7 separate regions of the Mus musculus genome follow, and regions 1, 2, 3, 5, 6 and 7 are each linked to region 4. A link is a contact called in public HiChIP or PLAC-seq, Micro-C and promoter capture Hi-C data. All regions are on one chromosome and are shown on one strand. The core of a region is the stretch at or near the end of the contact, and the rest is flanking DNA. Distances in the headings are between cores, read along the strand shown. Region 1 holds the start of Gem (GTP binding protein (gene overexpressed in skeletal muscle)). Region 2 has its middle 30 kb from the start of Virma. Region 3 has its middle 57 kb from the start of Gm35008. Region 4 holds the start of 2610301B20Rik (RIKEN cDNA 2610301B20 gene). Region 5 holds the start of Cdh17 (cadherin 17). Region 6 holds the start of Esrp1 (epithelial splicing regulatory protein 1). Region 7 holds the start of Rad54b (RAD54 homolog B (S. cerevisiae)).

The links. Promoter capture Hi-C pulls out the DNA fragments that hold promoters and counts their contacts. A called contact is a pair of places that touch in the nucleus more often than the background predicts. HiChIP or PLAC-seq counts read pairs in DNA pulled down with a chosen protein or histone mark.
Region 1: a contact with region 4 is called in a FOXA1 HiChIP or PLAC-seq map of pancreatic cancer cells. The contact joins the promoter of Gem here to the promoter of 2610301B20Rik in region 4. A contact is called at or near these places in 2 of 115 datasets of contacts at active chromatin or transcription factors (pancreatic cancer cells and thymic regulatory T cells).
Region 2: a contact with region 4 is called in a promoter capture Hi-C map of pre-B cells, with 5 times the contacts expected there. The contact joins the enhancer-like site here to the promoter of 2610301B20Rik in region 4. A contact is called at or near these places in 2 of 39 promoter capture datasets (neutrophils and pre-B cells), 3 of 115 datasets of contacts at active chromatin or transcription factors (embryonic stem cells, large pre-B cells and pancreatic cancer cells) and 1 of 9 other capture datasets (liver).
Region 3: a promoter capture Hi-C map of cranial neural crest shows a contact between it and region 4. The contact joins the enhancer-like site here to the promoter of 2610301B20Rik in region 4. A contact is called at or near these places in 2 of 39 promoter capture datasets (cranial neural crest and second pharyngeal arch cranial neural crest), 4 of 115 datasets of contacts at active chromatin or transcription factors (embryonic limb bud, epiblast stem cells, forebrain and 1 more) and 1 of 9 other capture datasets (embryonic stem cells).
Region 5: an H3K4me3 HiChIP or PLAC-seq map of bone marrow-derived macrophages shows a contact between it and region 4, with 3 times the contacts expected there. The contact joins the promoter of Cdh17 here to the promoter of 2610301B20Rik in region 4. A contact is called at or near these places in 1 of 484 Hi-C or Micro-C datasets (pre-B cells) and 2 of 115 datasets of contacts at active chromatin or transcription factors (bone marrow-derived macrophages and pancreatic cancer cells).
Region 6: a contact with region 4 is called in a Micro-C map of embryonic stem cells, with 5 times the contacts expected there. The contact joins the promoter of Esrp1 here to the promoter of 2610301B20Rik in region 4. A contact is called at or near these places in 1 of 484 Hi-C or Micro-C datasets (embryonic stem cells), 2 of 115 datasets of contacts at active chromatin or transcription factors (bone marrow-derived macrophages and pro-B cells) and 2 of 9 other capture datasets (adipose tissue and liver).
Region 7: a contact with region 4 is called in a promoter capture Hi-C map of pre-B cells, with 2.9 times the contacts expected there. The contact joins the promoter of Rad54b here to the promoter of 2610301B20Rik in region 4. A contact is called at or near these places in 5 of 39 promoter capture datasets (the C10 cell line, fetal liver, hematopoietic stem and progenitor cells and 2 more), 2 of 484 Hi-C or Micro-C datasets (CD4 T cells and pre-B cells), 3 of 115 datasets of contacts at active chromatin or transcription factors (bone marrow-derived macrophages, large pre-B cells and memory CD8 T cells) and 1 of 9 other capture datasets (liver).

What each region holds. Positions count from the first base shown.
Region 1 is chr4:11,702,762-11,706,163 of GRCm38.p6, reverse strand. Gem (GTP binding protein (gene overexpressed in skeletal muscle)) reads right to left here and starts at 1,717. Exons shown (of 5, transcript NM_010276.4): 1 at 1,598-1,717; 2 at 1-259. The coding sequence starts at 250.
Region 2 is chr4:11,453,936-11,457,261 of GRCm38.p6, reverse strand. No RefSeq gene overlaps it. Among named protein-coding and RNA genes, the nearest start is that of Virma, 30 kb to the left of the region's middle. Within about 2 kb of position 1,966, at least 163 of the 459 cell types and tissues checked have an H3K27ac peak or open chromatin away from gene starts, as enhancers often do. A contact at or near this core is called in pancreatic cancer cells and pre-B cells, where this site is marked.
Region 3 is chr4:10,202,510-10,206,244 of GRCm38.p6, reverse strand. No RefSeq gene overlaps it. Among named protein-coding and RNA genes, the nearest start is that of Gm35008, 57 kb to the right of the region's middle. Within about 2 kb of position 2,199, at least 3 of the 459 cell types and tissues checked have an H3K27ac peak or open chromatin away from gene starts, as enhancers often do.
Region 4 is chr4:10,872,625-10,876,260 of GRCm38.p6, reverse strand. It overlaps 2610301B20Rik (RIKEN cDNA 2610301B20 gene), which reads right to left and starts at 1,763. Exons shown (of 6, transcript NM_026005.3): 1 at 1,489-1,763. The coding sequence starts at 1,646. It overlaps n-TSaga9 (a tRNA gene), which reads right to left and starts at 2,197; the gene lies at 2,116-2,197.
Region 5 is chr4:11,756,717-11,759,972 of GRCm38.p6, reverse strand. It overlaps Cdh17 (cadherin 17), which reads right to left and starts at 1,816. Exons shown (of 18, transcript NM_019753.4): 1 at 1,692-1,816.
Region 6 is chr4:11,385,018-11,388,802 of GRCm38.p6, reverse strand. Esrp1 (epithelial splicing regulatory protein 1) reads left to right here and starts at 2,020. Exons shown (of 16, transcript NM_194055.3): 1 at 2,020-2,498; 2 at 3,028-3,156. The coding sequence starts at 2,367. It overlaps Gm35631 (a long non-coding RNA gene), which reads right to left and starts at 1,671. Exons shown (of 2, transcript XR_390400.3): 1 at 1,619-1,671; 2 at 1-938. RefSeq lists an enhancer at 1,751-1,780.
Region 7 is chr4:11,556,583-11,560,356 of GRCm38.p6, reverse strand. It overlaps Rad54b (RAD54 homolog B (S. cerevisiae)), which reads right to left and starts at 1,437. Exons shown (of 15, transcript NM_001039556.3): 1 at 1,344-1,437. LOC115489931 (predicted GPI-anchored protein 58) reads left to right here and starts at 538. Exons shown (of 3, transcript XM_030253962.1): 1 at 538-553; 2 at 1,065-1,514. The coding sequence starts at 538. Gm35693 (a long non-coding RNA gene) reads left to right here and starts at 1,531. Exons shown (of 3, transcript XR_390401.4): 1 at 1,531-1,682; 2 at 2,326-2,443; 3 at 2,704-2,905.

The DNA of each region.
Region 1 (3,402 bases), core at 468-2,967, 830 kb before region 4:
CTTGCTCCCCTATAAGCACTACTCGGTAGTAGGTGTTTCCAGACTCAGAAGAGATGACCGAGTCTGTGGAGTCGGACGACCAGCTCCGCCGGCAGTGCTCTTCCGGAGCAGTAGAGTGGCGGTTTCGGAGGTTGCAGGGGTGGGGATCCTTCTGGACCATCAGATGCCTGGCATCAGCAGGGATACTCCAGCGCTGCTGTGGCTGCATGCCCACAGTGCCTTGGCGCATGGTGACATTATTCAGAGTCATTGCGGGATCCTAGGAATCAGAGCAGTAAAGATGGCAATATGATTAAGAATGAGCCAGGCCCAGGGGCGCTCAACACAGTTGTCTTTGGTGCTTCATTTGATGGGTATGAATTCTTAATGTAAGAATCAACCACTAAACTGTCCCTAAGCCTAGAAAGCAAAATTTTCAACAACAACAACAACACACACACACACACTCAGTAACTAGCTTCTCAATCAGGCTGTCGTTTGTAGTAGCAGTAACACCATCCATCCATTGCCCATAAGCTCCCTCTGTCCTTAAAGGAGCTTTGGAAATCCCACCGGGAGTTGGCACAGAGGCAGCTGGAAGGAACCCATTGCCTCCAGAAATGACATTACCATCAGCAACAAGTTAGAGCTGCTGGGCACCAGCTGGCCAGGTTAACTGTTCTTGTCTAAACATGGCTCTTAATTGCCCCCGCATCCTGCAGTCTTGAGCCTCAGTGGGAAACACGCGGCAATGACATCACTCCCCTGGCTGGACTGGACAGGCACTTTGGGGGAACTTCCATGTTTAGTAAGGTTGCCCTGATGTCCTCCAGCTGCCTGACTGAAGAGGCCGTTATTTGGGGAGTGGGACAGTTTCTGTTTGAGTGCTATGCCTCAGCTCTACCCTCTTATCTACAGAAACTGTTTAGCGTAGCAGCCCTGAGGCTGGTTCTTCTGAGAGGGGAAGGACCTGCTCACATTCAGACACATCACACTTGTACAAAAAGGGCTTCATTCTTAAGGAACGTCGTCCACTCCATGATTTTTTTACTGTATATAATTATTTATTTTAAAAATTGCACCTTTCTGACGTAAATTAGAAGATCAGAGACTCAGTGAAAAGCCACTCAACAACTTCCTACAACTTTTTCCTTGCAAGACTGCCTTGCCTGACAGGCAGTCTGTTCTGCCAAGACTGCCCGAGATAACCGCTCTATGGTTTTTAACTCAGCAAGCTCCCCGCGTGAGCGCAAGGATCACGCTCAGCTCACACACCCTACTCCATACATCACACCTATGCCACGATCCAGAACCAGCCGGTTTCTTTTTAAGTCTTAAAAACAGTCCCTGGGTTGACAGACTTGCGACAGCAGACCTTGAAGTCTGCCGCCTGGCCACCTAATCTGTAAGGTGACACTCCTCCGAAATTGAATTTAGAAACCCCCATCAGAAGCGCATCCTTTGCGCCTGAACTTCTTTCTCCCACGGCAGAACCCCCGGTACAGACCTAGGGAGTCTAGGGACTGGCTGCCTTCCTAACTTAAAAAGTTCGGAGACCAGGAACGCCCCTTCCCACAGAGGCTCCCACTGGGACTGCCCCTCAGCCATGGCCCCTTACTTGGCTGCACTGGGCGCTGGGTGGGCGTCTGCCGTCGATCCGCCTGCTGCAACGCCTGACGTCTGCGATGCGGGCTCCGCAGTCCGAGGCTGTGTGATGTCCGCTGGCAGTGCCGCCTCCTGAAGCCTCCGCTGCCCGCCGCCGTTTATAGCGCGCCCGGCAGCCCCGCGACGGGGCTTTTCCGTGACGTCAGCGCTCCCGCCGGGAGGGGGCGGCTCTGCAGCAAACTGAGTTGCAGCCACTTGGCTAAATCAGTTACTCGTAGTCATGTGACTCCCCTATCCCCTTGAGGGGAGTGAGGGAGAAAAAAAATGACAGTTCAATCGTTGATTTTGTTTTATTTTCTTTTTATCAGGTGGACACTGGAAAAATACACTTAGTGCTACTTAATCGCCCTTCCCAGCAGAGCACTTGTAAGCTGTCTGAATAAAGGATGAGGAAAGAAACAGGCCCAAGCCGCGAGTCCAGCTTTGCCAAGAAAACAGATCCGTCTGAGTGAGCGGGACTCCGGCCTCCAGGATGAGGCTACAGCCACCCTGAGTGGACAGACCACCTTCAGAGCATGCTCTGAGAAGCAACCAGGCCCTTCCTGCTTCCTGACTTCTTATCTCTGACTTGGGACATACTGCTTTGTTTCCTTCTTCTGGAAGAGATCCAAAAGAGAAGAGTCGGAGGAAAGAGTAGGGGATCTTGAAAAGGGGCAGGTTGGCTCCAAGCAGCTTGTGCTAAACACTGCCATCCCCCTGTTTTGGCCACAATGCTGAATCTCCTCCATCAGAAATTTAATCACACCCCAATCAGCGCATCTCAGAACCGAGCTGCTCAGCATGGCTGGAACTTTGGCCTAGAGCCAGGACTTCCCAGCCATGGGGAGATACAAGGAGGCTCAATCCCCTGAGAGAGCCCTACTGCTTCTATCATTTGCTAAGATTTGCAAAGACCTGTGGTTCTGGTGGGCCTGGAGAACCTTGCCCTTACTACAGTTGTGGATTGAGAACAAGAGGCCCTGCAATGAAACCTGCCTTAAGTACATTTTAAACTGCACTGCTAAGTGACCTCTTCCCCAGGACATGGGTATTTCCCGGGGACGTGGGCATTTCCCACATGCTGTGTTTAGAGTCCATGCTAGCCTTTCCAACACATCCATCTGCTTCTCCAGCCAGCTTCTGCTGTGGGTTGGCTGGCGGCCCCTCGGGAAGCAGCCAGCACCAGTGTCTATTGGAGTGGCTGGGCTGCTCTGTGGTTACAACGGTGTCACGAAGGCATCTATGCGATTTGGGAATTATCCAAGTGACCAGCTGCACCTCAGGTCTGTCAGGGACCAAGCTGGCAAAGGTAGAATCCACCAAATAAGAAAGATGGAGAGTGCCTTAGTCTCAAAGGCAGAGCCCCAAATTTATTTATGCACAAGGAAGATAAGAGCCAGAGCCAGAATAGACTATAGTTTGGCCACTCAGGAAGACTTTAGGTGGCCAAACTAAAGTCTATTCTGGGTACCATAAAGCTCTGGATACGGCTCTTCACCAGCCACGTTTTTCCTCAATGTTAACACGGTGGGAAGGGACACGGATGTAGAAAGAAAATGAGGAAAAAGGACTGGGGGGGGGGGGGAGAAGAAAGATGGAAACAATGAGGGAGATGATGGAGAAGGAAGGAGGGGCAGGGAGACAACTACCCAACTGTGAATACGTCTCTGAGGAGAGGCATTTCCACGCAGATATCCACATTTCCTCCCAGGTCTATTGCTCTGGCGACTGTTCTCAACAGAAACACTGTGGTGTCTGTAAGCAAATCACACCATCTCT
Region 2 (3,326 bases), core at 717-3,216, 580 kb before region 4:
GTCCTGAGTTCAGTTCCCAGCAACCACATGGTGGCTCACAACCATCTGTCATGGGATCTGATGCCCTCTTCTGGTGGGTCTGAACATACACACACACACACACACACACACACACACACACATACATATTGGTTTTTTTCAAGACAGGGTTTCTCCATATAGCCCTGGCTGTCCTGGAACTCACTTTGTAGACCAGGCTGGCCTTGAACTCAGAAATCCGCTTGCCTCTGCCTCCCAAGTGCTGGGATTAAGGCGTGCACCACCACGCCCAGCTATAAATAAATCTTTAAAAAAAAAAAAAAAGACAGGAGGAGGTTTCTATTTGATGGGCCAGGAGAAGTGCATCCTGAGGACAGACTGGTGGAGCAGCCGAGGCGAGACTCAAATAGCAAGTTATTTAGGAAGAGCCAGTCTAGGATAGAAAAATGGTATAGGGGTAATTGCCCAGTAAAGCATGCTAAATAAATCCTTAGGGTTCTGCCTCAATTAATTGGGGGGACTGGACAAGTCATAATAAAAAATAAGTGGCTAGAGAGATGGCTCAGCAGTTGGGAGCACTGAGTCTTCCAGAGGTCTTGAGTTCAATTCCCAGCAACCACATGGTGGCTCATAACCATCTATAATGAGATCTGGTGCCCTCTTCTGATCAGCAGCCATACATGGAGGCAGAATGTTGTATACATAATAAATCAGAGAGAGAGAGAGAGAGGGAGAGAGAGGGAGAGAGAGAGTTTCCAGGGCAGCCTGGACTGTTACACAGAGAAAACCTGTCTCAAAAGAAAAAAAAAAGAAAAAAAAAAGAAAAGAAAAAAGAAAGAAAAAGGGAAAAGAAGCTATGGAGCAGGGTGGTAGTTCAAAAGGTAAGGCAGCCTTCTATTTATTTGTAAAAAAATATTTATTTTTTATTTCTTTTATTTTTAGGAGTATAATTATAATATTTTGCCTTCCTCTTTCCTCCCTCCAAACCTTCCCACATGTCCCTCCTTGCTCTCTTTCAAATTCATGGCCTCTTTTTTTTAATTAATTGTTGCTATATGCATATATGTATGGGTACATACATATATATTGCATATATGTATGTGTAGATACATACACATTCCTAAATGTAACTTGCTCTGCATAATGTTACTTGTATTTTACCTGTATGCCTACATGTGTGTATGTGCAGGTTCCATGTGTGGACCTAGTAATCTCAGATCCCCCAGAGCTAGTGTTGTAGACAATTGTGAGCCGTCATGCTCGTGCTGGGAATGGAACAGTAAGTTCTTTCAATCACTGAGCCATCTCCCTAGCTGCAGGAAAGGCCATTTTCTTAGCACTCACTTTCCTGTGCATGATCTATCTGTTGGGAGTTGCTCCAGAAGAAATAGCTTCCAGCCTTCCTCTTGGCTATCCTGTTCATTGAATACTAATTCCAGATTTCGAAGCCCCCATCCTGCGTGGCCTGCAACCTGTTCTCAGACTCCCAGGCTCCAGAAGGGTGAGAAATAATTTTTTATGGCTTATAACCTATCGAATTTATGGTACTTTGATACAAAAGCTCAAACAGGCTATTATGAAAATCAATAAATTCAATTAAAAATTAAAAGCCACAAGGAAGAAAGCAAACAGAGTCCCGAGGGAGAATCGGCGGTGTGGTGAAGGAACTACATAACACAGTTACACTTAATAAGCGACTCGTGGGATCAGAAGCCAGTCTTGCATAGATAGACTGAGGAGAGGGGTTGGCAGAGGAGCCACATGCAGGAAAGCTCAGAGGACCTGCACGGACCAAGCATGAGCGTGTATCACCACTGCCCGCACAGGGTCACAGAAAGAATGTTGCGGCACATGTCATCTCCCTGAGGGCTGGTCACAGGCTCTAGGAAGAAAGAAAGCACACTCACTTCCCCACAGGACTTGCCACACGAGACTGTATTCATTCACCTATGGCCGCTTCCTCCTTGCCTCAGATTGGCCAGTGCCCAAGCTACGCCCCTTCACCAGTTACAGCCAACAACAATGAAGCCCTTGCTCGGATTCCTGCCTCCTCATCATCTCACTGCTGCGATTTGGCACTTGAGTTTAGTCAGGGCTTTCTGACTAACTGCTTTTCTATAGGATGAGAAATCAGGTTCCAGAGTTAGGTGACCAGTATCTAACATTCCGGACCGCTAGTATGAGCGTTGATACTGTCGACAGGATCTAGGAATCAAACGCTGGGCATGTCTTTGGGGGAACGTGGGGTTTCTAGATTCAGTCCAATGAGCTGGAAAGATTTACTCTACATGAGGGAAGTATCAGTCCACGGCTGGTGTCCTGGGGTGAGTGGGGGTGGGGAGAAAGAAAGAAAGTTGAACATTAGCTCTCCTCTGGGTGTCCTAGCATCAAACACCATGTGTCCACGTCCCCGCCTGGGTGCCTTCCCACCCATGGTAGACTGTGAGCCTACATTAAACCCTTCCTTCCTTAAGTTGCTTTGTTACCTAGTGAGAACATTAATATTATTTATATTTATATTATTTTAAAACTATTATACTACCTAGGTATTATTGGGCACACGACTGTAATTTTCAACAATGGGAGTCTGAGGCAGGAGGATTGTGAGTTTGATGCCAGCCTAGGCTATTTAGGGAGCCTCTGTCTCAAACAAGCAAACTCCTGCACTCATGAAGTTTACAACTTAAAAATCACAAGACTAAACAGATATTCCTTAACAAAATACAAATAAGCACAGTGTTTTACTTGTTCCTCAAGAAATTGAAAATACGGATGTCAGCGATCATTTTCTATTTCCCAGTTCACTGGCTGATGTTGGCACGTTCCTGTGGGTCTCACTGTCTCAATGTTTCATGCACTCAAACCTTGTCTTCTACTTGCGTCCTTATGGGATTCAAACCAAAATGCTAACGTTGTCCTAAAGTTTAGGACAGAATGCTTGATCAGAAAGAAAAAGAAAAAGAAAAAGAAAAAGAAAAAGAAAAAGAAAAAGAAAAAGAAAAAGAAAAAGAAAAAGAAAAAGAAAAAGAAGGAGAAAAGGAGAAAAAGAGAAAGGGAAAGGGAAAGGGGAAGGGGAAGGGGAAGGGAAAGGGGAAGGGAAAGGGAAAGGGGAAGGGAAAGGGGAAGGGAAAGGGAAAGAAATCTCTAAACTGAAGCTCTCTGACAGATAAAGACCTTCCTCAAAGGAGAACGACAGAAGGATGGTAAGGATTTAGAGCCACGAAAGCAGCCTGGGAATCACCGCAGTGTACTGACTGGATCTGGCCAGGAGAGGGAAGCAAACTCTAAGACTATTATCAGCAGGGGTGAAGCAGCTACTTTAGGTAGGTAGTTGACTTTGAAGCCTA
Region 3 (3,735 bases), core at 950-3,449, 670 kb after region 4:
TTTTTAAATTTTATTTTTGGCTCATGCTTCCATATCATAGTTCATCATCAGAGGAAGTCCTTCCTCTCTGATGGTTGTAGCTTATGTCAATTTGACATCAAACTAACCAGGATAGCAACTGTTCAAATGCCTGCGTTTTTGTGTGACATTTCTCACTTAAATTACAACAACTTCTAATGTCCCTCAAATCTTTCATGGTGTGACAGATAATTACCATCTCTCAGTATATATGTCTTTGTAGATAGAAGATGTTTCCCACTAGAATTGGAAAATCTTCTCTTATGGCATGTACCATAGATCAGAATTACCAGAAAATTAGTAATTGTACTCTCAACAGATGTTTGTTCTGTGGATAAATGTTCTGTGGCCATGCAAGCATTCTGTGTAGTCAAGACTCTTCGGGGGAAAATAATAAGCCATGTGCCTCCAGTTTGGGCTTGAAAGCCATCTAATAGTAAAAGCCAACTAAATTCATTCCTGTTTATGAGGAAATGTGTTTCTGAAGGATCGGGCTATATCCCACCTGTAACCTTAATTACAAATGGTAGTTAATGTGACCCCCACATGCCTGCCAAATCACTCATTTGGAAACCACCTTCTCCTGAGCTCTAAAAACGCTCACTTTCCTCATGCCCAATGATGGTCTCTTGAACCCTGCTTTAAGGGGAGATAGATAGCCTGTGTACATGAATTTTTAAAAGATGGTTTTAATTAATTCAGCCATGTTTTGATAGTCTTTCTCCACAGATCTATGGGACTAATGAAAACTATTTTACTTCCATGGTAACAGCTGTAGTGTTAAACCTAGTCATTTCCAAGGTCCCTTTCATCTTCACTCATTGAATTTGTCTACTTAGACACATGTCTGTGCTTCTAAAGAAAGTGTTAGGATATCATTTAGGATATATTCTTGGGCCATAAAGAGGAACTGCCAATAGATATCAAGAAGAGAAAGTCACTTAGTAGGCACATGGGATTTTCCTGCTAAATATTACTAAATGTGTCTCATTCTCAAATTGTCAAATGAATAAAAAGGGAAAGGGTTAAAATAATACTCAACTCACCAATTATTTATTCATTGCTGGGTATTACCCACAAGCTGTCTCAAGCACTTGAGGACAAGATATCAAATCAATGCACACATTTGCTAAGCTCTTAAAACGAGCTGTCATTGAATCTTTTACACCTTCATTGAGGTAGACTTGCTTTAACTCATGTCAACTCCAATTCCATTGTTACCAAAGCAGTCAAATTTAATTCACTGTTCTTACACATCCCCACAAACAACCATCTTAGTCCAGAGTCTGCTTGGATATAATGCTAAGAAATTCATTTTGCCCAAGCATCATTTGACCTAAAGAGGTTGCATGCTTTTTTGCTGTAGAGGCCTCCCAGAGGAAGCTGAGTGCAGTTCTGTCCTGGAAAGGAAAGTTCCTGGTCCAGACTTTGTGTTGTGAACAGTGATTGTTCAAAATGAGCCAGAGGACCATGGAGACTGCAAGTGCTCGTCCACTGCATGACTAGTGCCCTTCAGAATGGAAAGAAACATTTAAAGAGGGGGAAAAAGAAAGCTGGGGTTTGAGAAATTCCAAAGACAAGGCGAATCAGCAGGGGAGAGAGTGAGCAGGGGACAGAAAATGATTAAAATATCAAAAAGGAAATCAGTACATTTGAAACCTCAGACCTGGAAACAATTAGAGGTCAGCTGGCAACTGTCAAGAATCAATATAAAAAAGATGTAATTTTTAATAACTCAGAAATAAAGCACACTGTTAACATGCTAGGAGCTGGGGGAGGGGTGAATAGCAGCCAGGGGGAAATGTGGTCTGTTAGCAATTACTGTGGATGCCAGGGCCAGCCTAAAAGAATCACTTGCACCTTCTCAGTGCAGGACCCCATGGTGTGTTTCTGCCTCAACACAGCCCCACTCACCTCCAGCCTGGTATCCCAAATCCTGACATGGATTTCTACACAACTTCAGTTGTAAGCTGCTTAAAGTAGGTGCTGGGAACTAAACGCCAGTCCTCTGCGAGAGCAGTAAGTGCTCTTAGCTACTGAGCTGTCTCCAGCCAGCACAGGAATACAGCATAAAACTAGGAAATGTCATTTGAAAGGAAGAAAGAATAAAAACGACTTCTGCATCTATGCAGAGACAGACGCCTCTCGAAAGGAGAGCAAAGCTGTCTCAAAGACTCTTGAAGACATAGATGGGGTATCTGTGAAGAAGTTCAGGCCAATATTGTTAGAGATTTCTCTTCAAACTGTTAAATTTTGAGTGATTTTAAACAGGCATTGAAAAAATAGGCAAAGAGGAGAGAGTGTAGGGAGAGACAACTGGACTGGAGGGGGGAATATGGAGGTGATGTGGAGCCCTAGTGTAGTATAAATTTCCTGGAATCTATGAGGATGGCCCTAGTGATGACTCCTAGTAATGGAAGATACAGAGTCTGGTACAGGCATTATTTTGTGGTGAGGCATGACTTCCAGTGGTGACTCTGGGTTACATTCAGTTGAACTGTTGGCCAAAACAGTCCCATAGGGATCCCCAAATAACCCAGGCTGATGCTAGGACAGAAGGTCTCTCTCTCTGAAAACTGACAGCAGGGTCCATTGCCGAGAGCAACTTTTATTCAGCCCATTGAACACAGAGCAGTTGATCTGGTACTGGCTTGGAGCCTTCACCCCTATGTTCTAGATTTTTTGCTATACTCTGTAGGCTATAGAAATAGAAACCTGAGCACCAAGTCAGCCACAGAACCCTTCACCTACAATCTGCTCTGCCCGCAAGATGTGCTAGGGCAATGGTGGTGCAGGACTTGTGGAAGTGGTCAACAAACGTTTGTTTTTTCTTGAGCCCCATACCATGAGAGAGAGCACATGCCCTACACTGCCTGGTTGGCCAGGAAACAGAGACTGGATACTCAGAGACCTAGGGTAGAGTCACAACACACACACACACACACACACACACACACAGTGACAGACACAGAAACAGACGTGATTCCTAATGATATTCAGCTTCACTCATAAATCAGTGCCATGCCTACTTGTGATCAGAGAGGTTTCCTTCAGCAGCAGATGGTATCAAGTGCAGAGACCCACAGCCAGACATTATTTGGAAAGAGTTTAAATTGGAGGACTTCACTGGGTCACTTCCCTTGGATACTGGGGAACCCCATGGAAGGTGGGGAGGAAAGATTATAGGAGTCAGCAGGAATAGAGGACACCAGGATAACATGTGCCACCAAATCAATTAAGCAGGCCACATGGGCTCAGAGATGAACGTGACTAACATGGGGCCTGCATGGGTTTACACCAAGTCCTCTGTGTATATGCTAAGACTATTAGCATGCTGTTTTAATAGGACTCCTAATAGTGGGAAGCGGTAGATCTCTGATCCTTTTGCCTACGCTTGAAACTTCTTTCTTCCCCTTGGTTTGGCTTTCACCTTGTCTTATTATATCTTGTTTTGTCCTTGCTTAGCTTTTGAAGAGGAAACCATGGGGGAGGGAGGTGGATCTGCAGGCAGGAGAGGTGTGGGGAGCTAGGAAGAGCTGAGAGAAGAGAAACTGTGATTGGGATATATTGTATGAAAGAATGATCCACATTCAATATATATATACTCACACATATATGGGATCATGATGTTGAATAAATGTGCAACTGCTAGGGTATATAACATTGACCAGATTACTTTGTGCAGATTCTCTATGGGATTTGTATGGGCTCCTGACT
Region 4 (3,636 bases), core at 514-3,013:
GTTCAAGAAGCAGATGAATTTTTTTTTTGGTTTACTTTTTGAGACAGGATTTCTCTGTGTAGCCTTGGCTATCCTGGAACTTACTCTGTAGACCAGGCTGGCCTTGAGACAGATGAATTACTAAGAAGATGATGATGAGTATTATTTAGTTGAAACCTGGTCTTACTAAATTACCCAGCTGAGCCTCAAACTCATTCTTAGACCAACGCTATCAGGCCACCTAGATTTGGTGAATGAAGAGAGAACACCATTCACCTCATTGGGCGATAGGGGTAACCCATATCGGGGACTTAGCACAGAGAGAAGTAAACATTAGCAATTATTATCACAGCTATCATCTAGAGATGGTAAGTTAAGCCATGCAACCAGCAGGTGGTCTGTTCATAAACTCACAAATGATTTCCTTTGGCTTAGTGTAAAACTTCAGTGATGGCATTCCATACCAGAAAGGAACTGTATTTAAAACTTGGCTTAGGGTATTTGCTGTTGTTTTTTGCACAACTTCTAATCATTGTCCCTGATAAAAAGTTTAACACAAGTGATAACAGTTGTGATTCACTTTAGGCATTATAAATGTGCTAAGGTGGGGGCAGGGAGAGGAGGGTGTGGGTGGAGTCTGGTAGTCAGACACAGGCAGGAAAGATCACATGGCTGGGGAGAAGCCACAGAAATGGCCATCCTTTCAGTGTGGAGACAGTCTAAGCTTCTTTATGTTGGTTCCAAGATGAAAAGGCCTGACAAATTCTCTCCAACCACAAAGGAACAAAACCAAGCCAAACACAAAGCAAACACTGCAAAGTAATACCTTATACATTAATGGAAGAAACACCAGCCTTTCCCCCAATGGTCTAGGCAAGCGGCAGGTCCTAGCAGGAGTTATTACTGAGCCTAAGATCTCACTTTAAAGGATAATGCAACGACGCCTGCTTTTTATTGTTGTTGTTCAAATCCCCAAAGATTTAAGTGTCTTTAAACTTCGACCTGGATATAATAGGACATTTGCTGGGTCCCTTAACTTTGGAGACACGGGGAATGGCAGGCAACTGGGCAATTTATTTAATTCAGATATTTGCAATGGATACTCTTAATAATTAAATATACTCTCATCTAACTCCTCGAGCTTAAACAAATCAGACAATAAAATGGTCTTCTAACAGCTGGCCTACCGGTTCCCTAAGGGTTGCCTGGTAACGGCGTGAGAGGCACGACATTTGCAGTCAGGGCCCCTCGCCGATGAGAACGCTGTGGGTCTGGTCAGCGTGGCCCTGTCGTGTCTCAGGGGAGGGACACCCCGATCCACGTCAGGTTAGGGCTGTCAGGTAGGGTCTCAGCTCCCTCAGGCTCGCCCAGGGGCGGGGTCTGAGCCGTGACCCGAGGGCCGTCGAGGGCTAGGACAGTAGCCCAGGCCGCGGGGGCGCGCGGCGGCGGAGGCCGGCTTAGGCGCCCCGAGCAGGGCTGTAGCAGAACCGTCCACCCGCCTGCGTTAACCTGAGAGTTTCTTTCTCCTGGGCTCCGTTCCGGTCGCCGCTGTGCGAGCCGCCGCCGCCGTCGCCTTTGGGCCGCTCACCCAGGTCCAGCCTCAAGGGGTCGAGTCTGCAGAACTTGGTCTCGACTTCATCCAGAAGTTCGTCCAGGTCCTTCGCCATCTTGAACAGACGCGTCTTTCTCTCCCGAGCCTCGCTGGCCGGTGGTTTCCACGGCAACGCGAGAAACCGACGCGCCCGGGAGCGGGTTCCCCACAACCTTCCGCGCCTGCGCAAACCTCCGGGCGACTCGGGGGGCGCGCGCGCTGCCGCGGCGCTGACGGGCGCGCACTCGCGGTGGCAGGGGGTCCCGAGGCCCGGGGACCCGCTGAGGCCGGCCGCCGCGGATGTTGTCGGTGGGTCCTGCGTGCCCGGAGCGCTTCCCTTGCCGTCCACGCAGCCTGTGGGCCCGCTTTGCCCTTCACCTCTCCCGCTCCGCTCCGGCGCCTGATCACAAACAGTCTCTCTTTCCACCCCAACAGCCTCTCTTTCCACCCCGTGGCGACCCCTGGTCGCTTTGGCAGGCTGTATGTTTCATCGGGGAATCTGCAGATCCAAAATTATTCATTCGGTGGCAAAAAACATTCCCTTCCGTAGTCGGCAGGATTCGAACCTGCGCGGGGAGACCCCAATGGATTTCTAGTCCATCGCCTTAACCACTCGGCCACGACTACTGGTGATGCTAATTTTGGCAGGAAGATTCTATGTAGACTCTGCATTGGAAACTTATGCCGCACTCAAGCTGGCTTGGATCGGAGTGAAAAAGCTTAAGCACATTCGAACATTGTGCTTTGAAGAATTCTGCCCCTCTTTTCTGTGACATAAAAGTGTTGGAGCTGAGTCTTCAAAGCTAGAGTGGGGGGTGGGGGGGGGGGTGCGGTCGAGAGGAGAAAGGGAGGGAGAGAAGCGAGAGAGGGGCCCCGGCTACTTTCTTATTGATAGAGGCATTTGCAGTAGAGAGACTGGAATTGCAGGACCTCTGGCCAGCCTCCCAGCTTCCCCGCACACTTCTAGTTTTCCTTTGACAAGCAGCTCCTAGACCGTTTTTCTCTCATTACCAATAAAATAGTGATTCCTATCAATTTATGAATCGCAAGACTGTCTCACCAGGATATGAAGCACTACTTTGAAAAAGAATATAAACCACGGTGCAAAACCCAAAACAAAATAAAGCAAAACAAACAAAACAAGCCCCCACAGTATTTTCAATTCTTATGGTTTGAGCAGGCAGTCATATCTATATAGCCTGGGCTAGCCTTAGAACTTGAGGTCTCTCCTACCTCAGCCTCCCTGGAGTCGGTTTGTAACACAGACCTAGATCACAGCACCGCTTCATGAACATAGCGAGCACATTGCATTTCTAAAGTTGTATTAGCCAAGAAGTCGGCACTCTGAGTTCGGCAGACATCTGAGCCAGGTGATTTGTTAGTTTCATTTACTTAATTCGTTCAAAATAGTTTTAAATTTCCCGAGGAGCAACATGTAACGGTGCGCAATATAAAAATGGTAGGTAACAGCTCACCAGAAGCCTTTGGAAGGATGATGGTTTTTTTTTTTTTTTTTTTTTTTTTTTTTTTTTTTTTTTGGCGGCCTATTGTTGAGTGCAACCATTACTTAAAATGTAATGTTATAGTAAAACAAAGGTAATGTCTGGCAAACTCTAGCTGTTTCTCTGCGTGGCCTTGCTGCTGTCGAGCCTGTTTACATCATAAAATTTGTAAGAACTGTGAGTTTGTTTTTTTTTTTTTTTTCTTCTGAGGTTAGACCTAGCAGTCTTTTTTCACAAGGCTTTCAGAATCAACCTGTGGTCATTGCTTCCCGTTTCATGCTCCCAGGGGCCTGGGAGCTGGTTGGAGCTGTCGCCAGTTTTTCATATACTCCATGCCCATGGCATTTCTATTCCATGCTTGTTGGTTGTCCTGACCGCACTTTCTTGATTGCTCTACTCTCCCTTTTTTCTCTTTTCTTACTCAGTCACATGAAGGAAACGTCTAATCTGCCATTTTACCTTGGGAATCTTTTTTTTTTTTTTAATTGAAGACAAGCCTTTCTAAAGATACATTTGTATTAGTTTTAATGCGCGTGTATGTATATGCATGTGTATGGCTGTGTG
Region 5 (3,256 bases), core at 567-3,066, 880 kb before region 4:
GCTTCCCAGAGTCCTCTCCCAACACAAAAGTGTAGCAGGTTCTCTTTCTGGATCCTGCCTTTGACAGTAGGACACAGGACAAACTTTGGCCTTGGTAAGAAGAAAATACTGCAAATGCAGTATTTATGTTCAACAGCAATGACTTCCCTCAGAGCTCAGATCTTCCCTCAGATCTTCAAACCTGAAGACTTATATGGAAACTGTCTGGGGGACTTTTGACTTTTGAATATTATTCATCAGAACCCAATCATCTTATCATTCTTATTATCATGTCCAATCCCATGTTCTTAACATAGCTTGGGGGGATGTGTGTGTGGTGTGTGTGTGTGTGTGCGCGCACACACACGCACACAATAGAGAATGATCTTTCTAGAAGGCTGTGGTGGTACACACATATAATCCTAACATGCAGGAGAATCATAAGCACAAGGCGGGTGTTTTTGTTTTTGTTTTTGTTTTCTTACAGAGCAAACAGTAACACCTCAGCTTGACCTGACTCAGTATCTGGACTTTCTCCTGAAAAAGAAAGCCAACCTTCACTGAGGGGCTACCATTACAGCAAGCACTTTACCTATGCATTTGTTCCTCATGGTCACCCACTTGGGCAGATTATCTGTTATCTAAATGAAAAAGATTAAGGTTCAGAGAACATAAGTGCACAGCCTCATGTGCTCTAGCCAATCAATGATGAAATGGGCCCAACCCAACTGACCAACCCCAAAGACTCATAAAATGCATGTCCCCCAGTTAACTGTAGACTCTCCAGAAAAGGAGTCCTTTTATTTCTTTAGAACACCTCAATGTTGACTGTTTTTCTTGTTATCCCAGTGTGCACTTTCTTCTTTTAAACAATGCCTTACTTGCTACTTACATTTTTATAGAAAAGTATGAAAGAAAGTATTGCCCAAACAGTTTGCTTGGTACACCCTACTACAGGGAGCATCTGTGTCATTTCTATAAAGTCACCTGTAATCAAAACACACTGGCAATGGCCAAAACTATGAAGATTCCCAGTGCGCATATGATATCTTGAGAATCCCTCATTAGCAGACAGTTCATCTGCTATGAAGGGAACCAGAAGCACCCCACCCCACCCCCACAGCAACTTCCCTTTCCCACCTGCAAGGTGGGACTGGTCTCCCTTTCGCTCTTCTTCTAGTGCTTTCTTTAAAAGTCTCCTTTCTCCTCTGTGCCAACCCTTCCACGTTCCAGACAGTGTTAAGAATCCAACACTGGATTTGTCTCCTCCAAAAAGTAGACTGAATGATCTCTAAAGACATGTGAGAGACACCACAACTTATGAGACTAGGATTCTAACTCCAATTCCTACAACATAGTTCTGGAAATGTTCTCAGACCAGTTTTAGATGCTGATCCCTAATGACAGGTGCTCACACTCATTTACACCTCAGAGAACCCAATGTTCCCTTAGTTCCACTCCAAGTTCAGTTCGACCAAAAGCCACTTTCATCCAGTGAGTGTCTGAAATACAGACTCATGAGAAATAACTATTAGAGAAAGGAACTGTGTCCTCCCCAAAAGCTAAGGACACCAGGGACAAGCACCTTTTGTAGCTGTACACACTTGGCCTCAAGGGATACATTTATCAGCCCTTCTTAAGCCATCCACCCATCATCTAAGTTATCATTCTTACAAACTTCTGGAAGAATACTGAGGACAATTCACCCTTACCTTTCAGTAAGTAAGAAATGCTGCTTAGAAGTTTTTGTCGTCCATTCAGCCGTGGAGACACTTGCTGTGGCTGAAGAACCCTAAGAGACACTTCCTCAACCTGTTCTGCTCCTCTAGCCTCTCCCTTCACCCACCCCCCCAGTCAAACATTAACCACAACATTTTTATTGATATCTGAGAGTCACTGGGTATCATAAAAGGTATCATTACATTCAGTCCAGGAAAGAAGTTACTTTATACCCATTCATACCAAACATGCTTTCAAACTGGTTGCTGAGTTGTTGGTGGTGGTGGTGTTGTTTTAAATATATGAATAAGTTAGGAGTTAAGAAGTTTAAATGAGGAAGTTGAGTGTGTATCCAACTATCTCTGGAGTGTGAGCTCTGTGGCATCAAAGAGGGTTGCTAACATTTTACACAATCACTTATTGTAGTGTCTGCAAAGGAGACTGTCAACAAGTATGCGTATAGGTTCTGTACAAGTCCAAACTACAAGGCACCAAGTTTGCTGACAGTGTCACCCACTGACAGACACTGACAAGTGATTTTGTAGATGGCCCAGATGCCATGCTGAAAGACACAGTGGCTGTTCCAACTTCTGAAAGACACGGTAACCCAACAAACACAGTTCTGTTCTGTTTTGTTTTGTTTTGTTTTGTTTTGTTTTGTTTTGTTTTGTTTTGAAGCTACTGCCACAGACATCTTAAGCCAAGGCGTCTTTCTGACTGATGGCTAAGTCCCACTCTTCAGTGCCTCCAGGAAACCATCTTGAAAATGTGAAGTGATACCAGGCAGAGGTCACATAGGTCAAAGTTTACCCTGTTTCTGGGGACCTTCTGAAGTGTGTCTGGATGTCTCCTGAACTGCTGTTTCCCTTCCCTTCCATTGCTGGCTTCAGAGCACTCTTAATGGGAGCTCCCTCCCTCTAAGATCTCCTGAACAGCTTTCCTGGGTGCTCTAACAGTGGAACTGCCCTCCCTCCTCAGTCTCACGGCTAAGCTCACTGTGTTTAGAGAAGTAAGATTAACTCGGCCAAGAACTTCTCAAATTTTGACCATCTCTGCTTTCCCATCTGCTAGACAAAATGACCTTGGGACACAAAATCAAATAGCTTCATCCTGCCTGATGATTCACTTCCTGGAATCAATCAATTGCATCTCTCCTCACAGAACTTCTCTGGAAGGAGTTGGCTTCTTGCCTAGTAGTCTTTTAATAATGTGTGTAAAATATAATTTTTAAGTCTACAAAGTTTTTGTGTGTGTTGGGGGGTGTTTTTGCTTTTGTTTTGCTTTAGGAAAAGCAGATTCATAGACGGGTAAATTTATAGATTGCTGTTGTTTTCAGTAATAATACCATGCCACCAGGGCCATGGCACATGGGCATATAAGTTAAAGGTATCTCTTCAGCTAGTCTTCTCAAGTCTATGAATAGATTCCAGCTTAGACACAGGAAACAGAGTAAGGAGAGATTTTCTATCTGGTGGAGTCACTCAGCCTGTGACAATACAGTCTATCCTACCAGGCCTATCTGATTTACAACAAAGACAGCATTCAGACCTGGATTATG
Region 6 (3,785 bases), core at 771-3,270, 510 kb before region 4:
CAAAACAACAAACAGCAAAACCCTTGTTAAGGTAAATCCAGTTGGACACATTAAACTGAATTAAAAATTGAATTTAAAATCTAAAAATTAAAAAATGTTAGAAACAGATAATCCAGCTTATTAAAATGGGGGATGGAGAGTCTCTGCAAAAGAGGGGCAGCTGTGAGATTCATGTTAGTTTCCTGTTGCGGCATCTCCTAGTAAAAGCGCCGACTTTAAGTCTTCCGTTCTTTAAAACTTGTCGTAGGAACGATGGATCCAAACTCCAAAGTCCTGTCGGAGGTGCTTCAGGTGCGGCTGTGATCACTTTCTCTGCAACCTTCGCTTGCCTGACTTGGGGCCTCCCAGCCCGGTGTGCTGAGCGTGCCGCGGAGTCTCGTGCCTTTGCCAGGTGTTGCCTCTTCGGTAGAGCCGAGCAACCGAGATGGTCACGTCTAGAGAGCCCTGGGGCGACGCGGCTCCGCAGAACCGGCTCCTCCAAGCGGCCTCGCCCACTGCAATGCAATCTGGGTGGTTTTTCCAGATTCCCCGCCCAGTCCCAGCCCCCTCGACTCCAGGGGACAAGGAGGCAGGCTCGGAGACACCGGGGCTAGGGCGGGGCCAGGAGAGGCACCCGGGGACTCGGGAGCTGAGCGCGAGCCAGGCCTCCGCCTGCGATCCCGGACGCGGCTGCCACCTGCACCGCCGGCCCCCGTCTCCGGCCGCACCTCATCCTACCGGGAAACGCGCGCCGCGGGCCTCCGACTCCTCTCCCCACTCCCGGGAGTCAGCTCCCGCTGGGAAAGCGTAGTCTCTAGGTTGTCCTGACAAGGGTCCCCCAGGAGAGTACCAATAGGTTCCTGCGGTTGCAAGGGTGTGGCCGCTTCTTTTCACTGCAAGGATATGCAAGGCCACACACCGGGCGCCAAACGAGTAATATTTCAGACGGAATTCGGCTCCTAAGAATAGACCGGTTTAAAACAGAAAACTCGAGGGAACTCCACCGATGGCACTTTTCTAAAGTGTCAACATAACCTTATATAGCTCTTGGTGGCTTGTGGCAGGGCTGGGGTGGTTGGTGGTGGAGGCGCAGGAGTCTATGGGCATAAGTTGGCCAAGTCACACGCTCCAAGAACAAAAGGCAGGATATTTAACGAAAAGTGCGTTTGGCCTGACTGAAAAATCTCTATGAGGGCTGCGGGGCAGATGTACTTCTTAGCCAAGGCAAGTCACAGTTAACTGTGTCTGCGTCCTAGAGGGTGTTCCGGTCTCGAATTAGCAGCCAGCACGACGAAGATGTAACAATTATAGCAATAGAGAAGGGGCTACAGGTCCTTCCTCCCGAGGTTCCCCAGCTGCTTCGAGGGCTGTGATTGCATCCCAGGACCTGCCTAGCCAGCCAAGCGTCGGGTTCTGCGGCTCGGGGGTGGGGGCGGAGGCTCGCCCCGAGGTGGAGAGAGCGAATGCCAGCCTCCCGCGCCGTGAGGGGCAGGGCCAGCAGGACACCCTCCTCCGGCTGTTTGCACAGAAAGGTGTGCTGGGCTCAGGAGCGGCGTTTGCCGGGTTCCGCAATTACCCGCACCAGCTTCCCGGGCAGCCGTAGACCCGTCCCTCCCACGCGCCGCGCCCTGGGCCTCACCTCTGGCCTTCTTTTACCTTTAGGCACCTTGGTCATTCGCGCGACCCCTCAGCTTCTCCTCCCCCCCCCCCCCCCACACACCCTCGGCCAAGCCAACCCTCCAAATCCCTCAACGCTGCGTCCTCGAGCAGGGACCCTTCTCGTCGTCGTGCCCCCCGCCCCTTGGTCTGGCCTTGGCTACCCTCCTGGTGACAAGTAGCTCTTCCCCGCCTCTCTCTTTCCCTCCCCTTCCCCCAGCCCTTGCTTCCCCATTCATCCAGCCTTTGTCTCCCGCCCTCTCTTCTCCCTCCCCCAGCTCCCCTCCCACCGCTGCCACGTCGTGGTTTGAAGGAGCCAATGGCCGGGCGCCGCCAGGTGTCTCTTACCTGCACCACGTGGGGGAGGGGGGAAAAGGGGCGGGCAGGTAGAGCCACATCCCAAAACAGAAAAGCTTTCAGCCATTGCGCGCGCCTCCCGGGGGTGCAGCCCGGCTCCTGGGTTTTTTCTTAGACGCACCAGCAATTGGATACAAAAAGGGCAGGCCTGCTCTTCCCTCCTTCCACCCCCCTTCCTGCCCAGGGTGTGGAGCGCCGGCCAGGTGTGGGCTTGGGTGGCAGGTTACCGCCTTTTGCCCTGGCGGCCTCGAGGAGGGGGGTGGGCGCTTTCTTTTTCTCTTGGAAGAGGGTTTTAGCACAGGTTTTCTCGTTCTCACTTCCAACCCCACCTCGCCGCCTCCCGGCCCCCCTCCTCCCCCTCCCCACCTATCGTCATGACGGCGTCTCCGGATTACTTGGTGGTGCTTTTTGGGATCACTGCTGGGGCCACCGGAGCCAAGCTGGGTTCGGATGAGAAGGAGCTGATCCTGCTGTTATGGAAAGTCGTGGATTTGGCCAACAAGAAGGTACTTTACTATGTTCTGGTCCAAACGAGGAGTCGGGGCAACAACTTTATTGAAGAAAGTTGGAGAAAGGGTAGTCGGTTTCTTTTCCCTTTCCTTTTTTTTTTTTTTTTCTTTTCTTCACTTTTCTTTAAGTGGTTGCACGCTTATGAAGCGGGGCCCCGAGGCCTAGAGAATCCATAGCAGAATCAAACCTGTTGGCCAACCACCTTGGAGCCGTTTAAATCTTCTGAAACTTGGCTCAGGTAGAAAAAGGCCTCTCGCTGCCGAGCCGCGTTCTCTGAGAGTCGCAGAACGCCTATGCCAGGCTGGTGGTCCCCGGGGCGCTAGGGTCCCCTCCTTGGCCTGGGCGACTTGATCCGGGTAGGGTGGGGGTGGGGCGACCAGATCCCTGGGTTTCTAGGGAGCTTTGATTCTGCTGTTAGGTGCCTGTAGAGCTCGAGCCGTCCAGGAAAAGCCAGGGAGGAGGAAGGATTTCCAAATTGAAAAGGGGGGAAACCGACCCCTTGTTTTCTACCCCTTATTCCCCGAGGTGGGACAGCTGCACGAAGTACTAGTTAGACCGGATCAGTTGGAACTGACAGAGGATTGTAAAGAAGAAACTAAAATAGACGCCGAAAACCTGTCTTCCGCGCCGCAGCTGGACCAAGCCCTCCGACAGGTGACAGTTTTGGCCAGGCCACGCCGCCCACCCCCATCCAGGTGGCCCCCATACTCGACCCGACCCAACCCTGCGGCTCCACGCCCTCGTGGGGCGGCCTCTGCTTGTTTCTGGGGTGGGGTGGCGAGGTTCCCAGCCTTGTGTGTGGGAGTCCGGCCGGGGGGCGGGGGAGGGCTGCGGTGCTTGACTTCCCGGCCCCCAGGGTCTCGAGATTGAGATGGGCTCGAGCTCCTGTTGCCTCCTGAGTAGTTCTTTGGGCAGGAGAATCCGCCGCGCGAGGTTTACCTCACGGGCCGCCAGCGAAGTTGCAGTGCCAGCTCCGAGCTCACCCAGTCTCTCCTGGTATCTGGGTCTGTAGCTCGCCTGGGGTTGGAGGCGCAGTGCTGTAGAGGGGTAGACCCTCAGTCATACCGCGCTAATGCTAGCTATGGCTGTAATTTGGTTTGCACCTGAGTGCCCGCCTGATTTTAGCCAATTTCCAAAAGCTTAGCTTCCTCATTACTTCTTTACTGCCTTGATTGGGATCCCATGGAGTGGTTGCATGTACAAACCTGTGGGGCTGTTTGTTGGGTCATCGTGGAGCTGGCGGGATCCCCGGTTGAAATTGAGGTGACCTAAAAACTGCTCTG
Region 7 (3,774 bases), core at 188-2,687, 680 kb before region 4:
ATTTGTTGATGCATTTAAAAGTAAACTACAGGGGCTGGAGAGATGGCTCAGCGGGTAAGAGCACTGACTACTCTTCCAGAGGTCCTGAGTTCAATTCCCAGCAACCACATGGTGGCTCACAACCATCTGTCATGGGATCTGATGCCCTCTTCTGGTGTGTCTGAAGACAGCTACAGTGTACATAAAATAAATCTTTTTTTTAAAAAGGTGAACTACAGAAATTAGTTTATTTCCCAAAACATATTAGCATCTTTACTAGTTTGTTTTGTTTTCTAGGACAAGGGCTCTCTATAGATCCTAGACTGGCTCTGAACTTGAGATCTTCCATCTCCGACCGGCTCTAGCTGGTTTGTAAACTAGTTTTGCTGAGACCTTTTTTACAGGCCCTAGATGTAAAGCCACTTGGCAGCTCTATTGAAATGCTGCGATTTCTGAGGCTTGTAACACGCTACGGCTGAGATTAGGTCTCCCAAGGAAAACGGCCAGCCCAGGCTGATATCTGGAGCACATCATGTTTGCCTTAATAACTGTGCACCAATGACCTTCCCAGCAGGTGATTCTGCAGTTAGCTTAAATCCGTGTCTCCTCTTGTGTCTTATTCACTCTTAATCACACTCAAGCATACGACTATGCAACGGTGAGATTAATTTAAGAATTCAGAACAAAGCTTGACACACAGTACTCAAATACTTTCTGTAATATTATTACTTATAATTACTGTTGCCTGTTTAATCCACAAAATCCTATGAAATCAGAAACAACAAAGGTCCCAGGAGAGGAAAGACAAGAGGGATTATAGAATCATAGCCAGAATCTCTGCCTTCCTCTGGACTACATGGGGAAGAGGGTGTGGCAACTTCTAGGATGCAAGAAAATAAATAAAACTCCAACAGCTAGCAACAGGCCTTGCTATTTCTGCTTTTTGGCTTCCAGCCACGTTGGGTAATAAGATTTCCATTTCATACTGTAAATTCCCCTTAGACTTTGGGACTCCAATCTACCTACCTACAAAATCCTCCATAATTAATGTAAATGGTGTGTTTTTGTTTGTTTGTTGAAACCAGGAGCGGAGAGAGGGCGAGAGAGAACTAGTGGGTGGGTAATTCGCCTAGGGGAGGTGCTAGATGGTTCCACAAGCTCTTGGCTGACACCTGATGTTCTCTGGCCCCAGGCGGCCTCGGGGGCCGTGGCCTCCGAGATCGCTCGGCCCGCAGGACCCGCCCCCCTGCCCCCTGCCCAGCCAGCGAGGGCGCTCCCGCCGCCTCGCCCAGCTCCCCGGGACCCGCGCCATCCTGCACCAGGCCCCGCACGCGCCTCCCCGGGCCTCCGCTGCAGAGACCTACCCCGCAGGCTGACCGAAATCGCGAGCGCCCCGCAGCAGGTACCAACGCCTGCCGCCGACCAGCTCGAGCTTCCCGCCTTCCTACAGCCAACCACGGGCCGGGCGCCGAGCATGCGCACCACGGCGTGCAGTGCTGGTCCCGCCCCCGACTCTGATTGGACAACCGTTGCAGGTACCTTTGCACTTCCTTTTACGTGGGTCTAGGTTTGGTTCCGGTTGACTGCTAGATCTAAAACGAACCGATTTGGTTTCAGTCTTCAGGTCCTAGCTGAGGCGATAAGCCTCACAACTTAAATCAATAAATTAGGATTCGGATCATAGAAGTGTGTGCACCACTGAGGTACACGAAATCCTGTTACTCAAGTGACACTGAGCTACAGTAGTTGCAGCCCCTGTTTTACAAGCCCTTTTAAGGTCTAGGAGTATAAAAACAGATGCGTGATTATTGGACTCTCGTGAAAAGGAGAAGAGCTCCTTTAAACTTAAAAAAAAAAAGACACTATCTTAAAGTATTGTAGACAAGGTCTTGATAGACAAAGTCTTGCTGATCCTTCTGCTCTAAGAATTCTGGAGATAGATCCTTTGAAAAGAGAGAGTGGTTAAAGGTCATTCACTAGATTTTATACACGTTTGACAATTAAAATGCATCCTGTTCTGGTGTCTCTGGACACTGCACACATGAAGTACACCAACTTAAGTGCCTGCAAAACACCCATAGACATAAAACTTAAGTAGACCCTTCCTCCGAAAACAAGGTTTTTTAGAAACCTTTGACCAGTCTAACTTCAGAAGCCACCAGTGTTGTATATGACCGTTGTAAGATATTTAGTGATTTTTTTCTCTTAAGATGCACACACTCACACACACTCACTCACACAATTAGCGATGCAGTTTCTATTAAAGCCTTGCTTAAATCTACATTAACATCTCTTAACTCAAATTTGGCTTCCCACTGACTTCTGAAATTATTTTCTTTGGCAAAGTTAAGAAGCACAGCCTCATCTGAGCAGAGGTCTCTGGTGAGACCCCTCCGGCCGCTGCAGGTGGAAAGCTGTTGTTTGCTGCTACTATGGTGCCTCTCTTTCCACGGGGTGAAGTCAGGTATGCTGGCACACACTTATAATCCCAACACTCAGGAGGTTAAGGCAGAAGGATCACCATAAGAGAGCAGCCTGGGCTACATAGCAAGACTGTCTCAAAAAGCAAACAGGCAGACACATAAATAAGTAAATAGTCTTGTTAAAATGACATAGACACAAAAATTCTACGCATTAATGGGCACCATGAGACGCTTTTACTTGTGTATGTATTGTAATCAAGGTAAACACACCTACCGCTTTAAATTCTTATTTTTTTTTTAGGGTGAAAACTTTGGAAACCCTTCCTTCTGGCTTTTTGAGATATACTGTACAACTCTCTCTGCAGTCACCCTGCTATGCAACCTCGTGCTAAAATTCTTCTAGCTTTCTGAGTGTGAACTAAAGTTTCTTCTTCATAGTTAGCATTTCACTTCATCTGAAAAGCTACAGGTACAAAGATTAAATATGGACATTTTTCTATGGCTTATTTGTATCTCATGTGCACTGCTGCTTTGCCTGCATACATGCCTGTGTGAGGGTGTCAGAAGCCCTGGAACTGGAGTCACTGACAGGTGTGAGGTACCATGTGGGTGCTGGCAATTAAACCCAGGTTCTCTGCAAGAGCAGCCAGTGCTCTTAACTGCTGAGCCATCTCTCTAGCCCCTTTATAAACATTTAAATATAGGCGTTTTGTTTTTTAAGTTCAGTCAGTAGCAGTTTTAAGTACAAAGCAAACAATGTAATAAGGTTCTCTATCCCCTTTCCACTACACACACACACACACACACACACACACACACACACACACACTCACCTAGACAAAGTATCACTGTGCAGCCCAGGCTGACCTAGAACTCCCTATGTAGACCAGGCTGGCCTTGAACTCACAGAGATCCACCTGCCTCTGCCTCCCTGAGTACTGGGATTAAAGGCATGCACTACTACACTTTGGTTTTTAAAGGCAGTGTGGCCCAGAACTGTTAAGAGAAGAGCAATACAGCAGGCTGGTTTGTCAAAGGAGCGGACACATAACAGCCATTCAGAAATGATGTTTATTAGAGAAAGGGCCTTGCCATGAGGGGCTCCCAGTGGAGGAGCACGACAAAGGCCGCAGTACAATGTACCAGAAACAACATGAAGGAAAACAGAAGCTTTCCCCTAAAGCCTGGAGAACTTCATTGCAATGGATAGCTCAGGATAGCTCAGGATAAGAGTAAGGGAGAGCCATCCTGGACAGAATAATGTAATAAGGGAGGCCCCCAGGAAGAAAGCTTTCAGAGAAAATCCCCCAAAGAAGAGGAGATCTGACCTTTATAATTAGTGCAGAGGGGAATGTGGGGAGGCTGGTGTGAA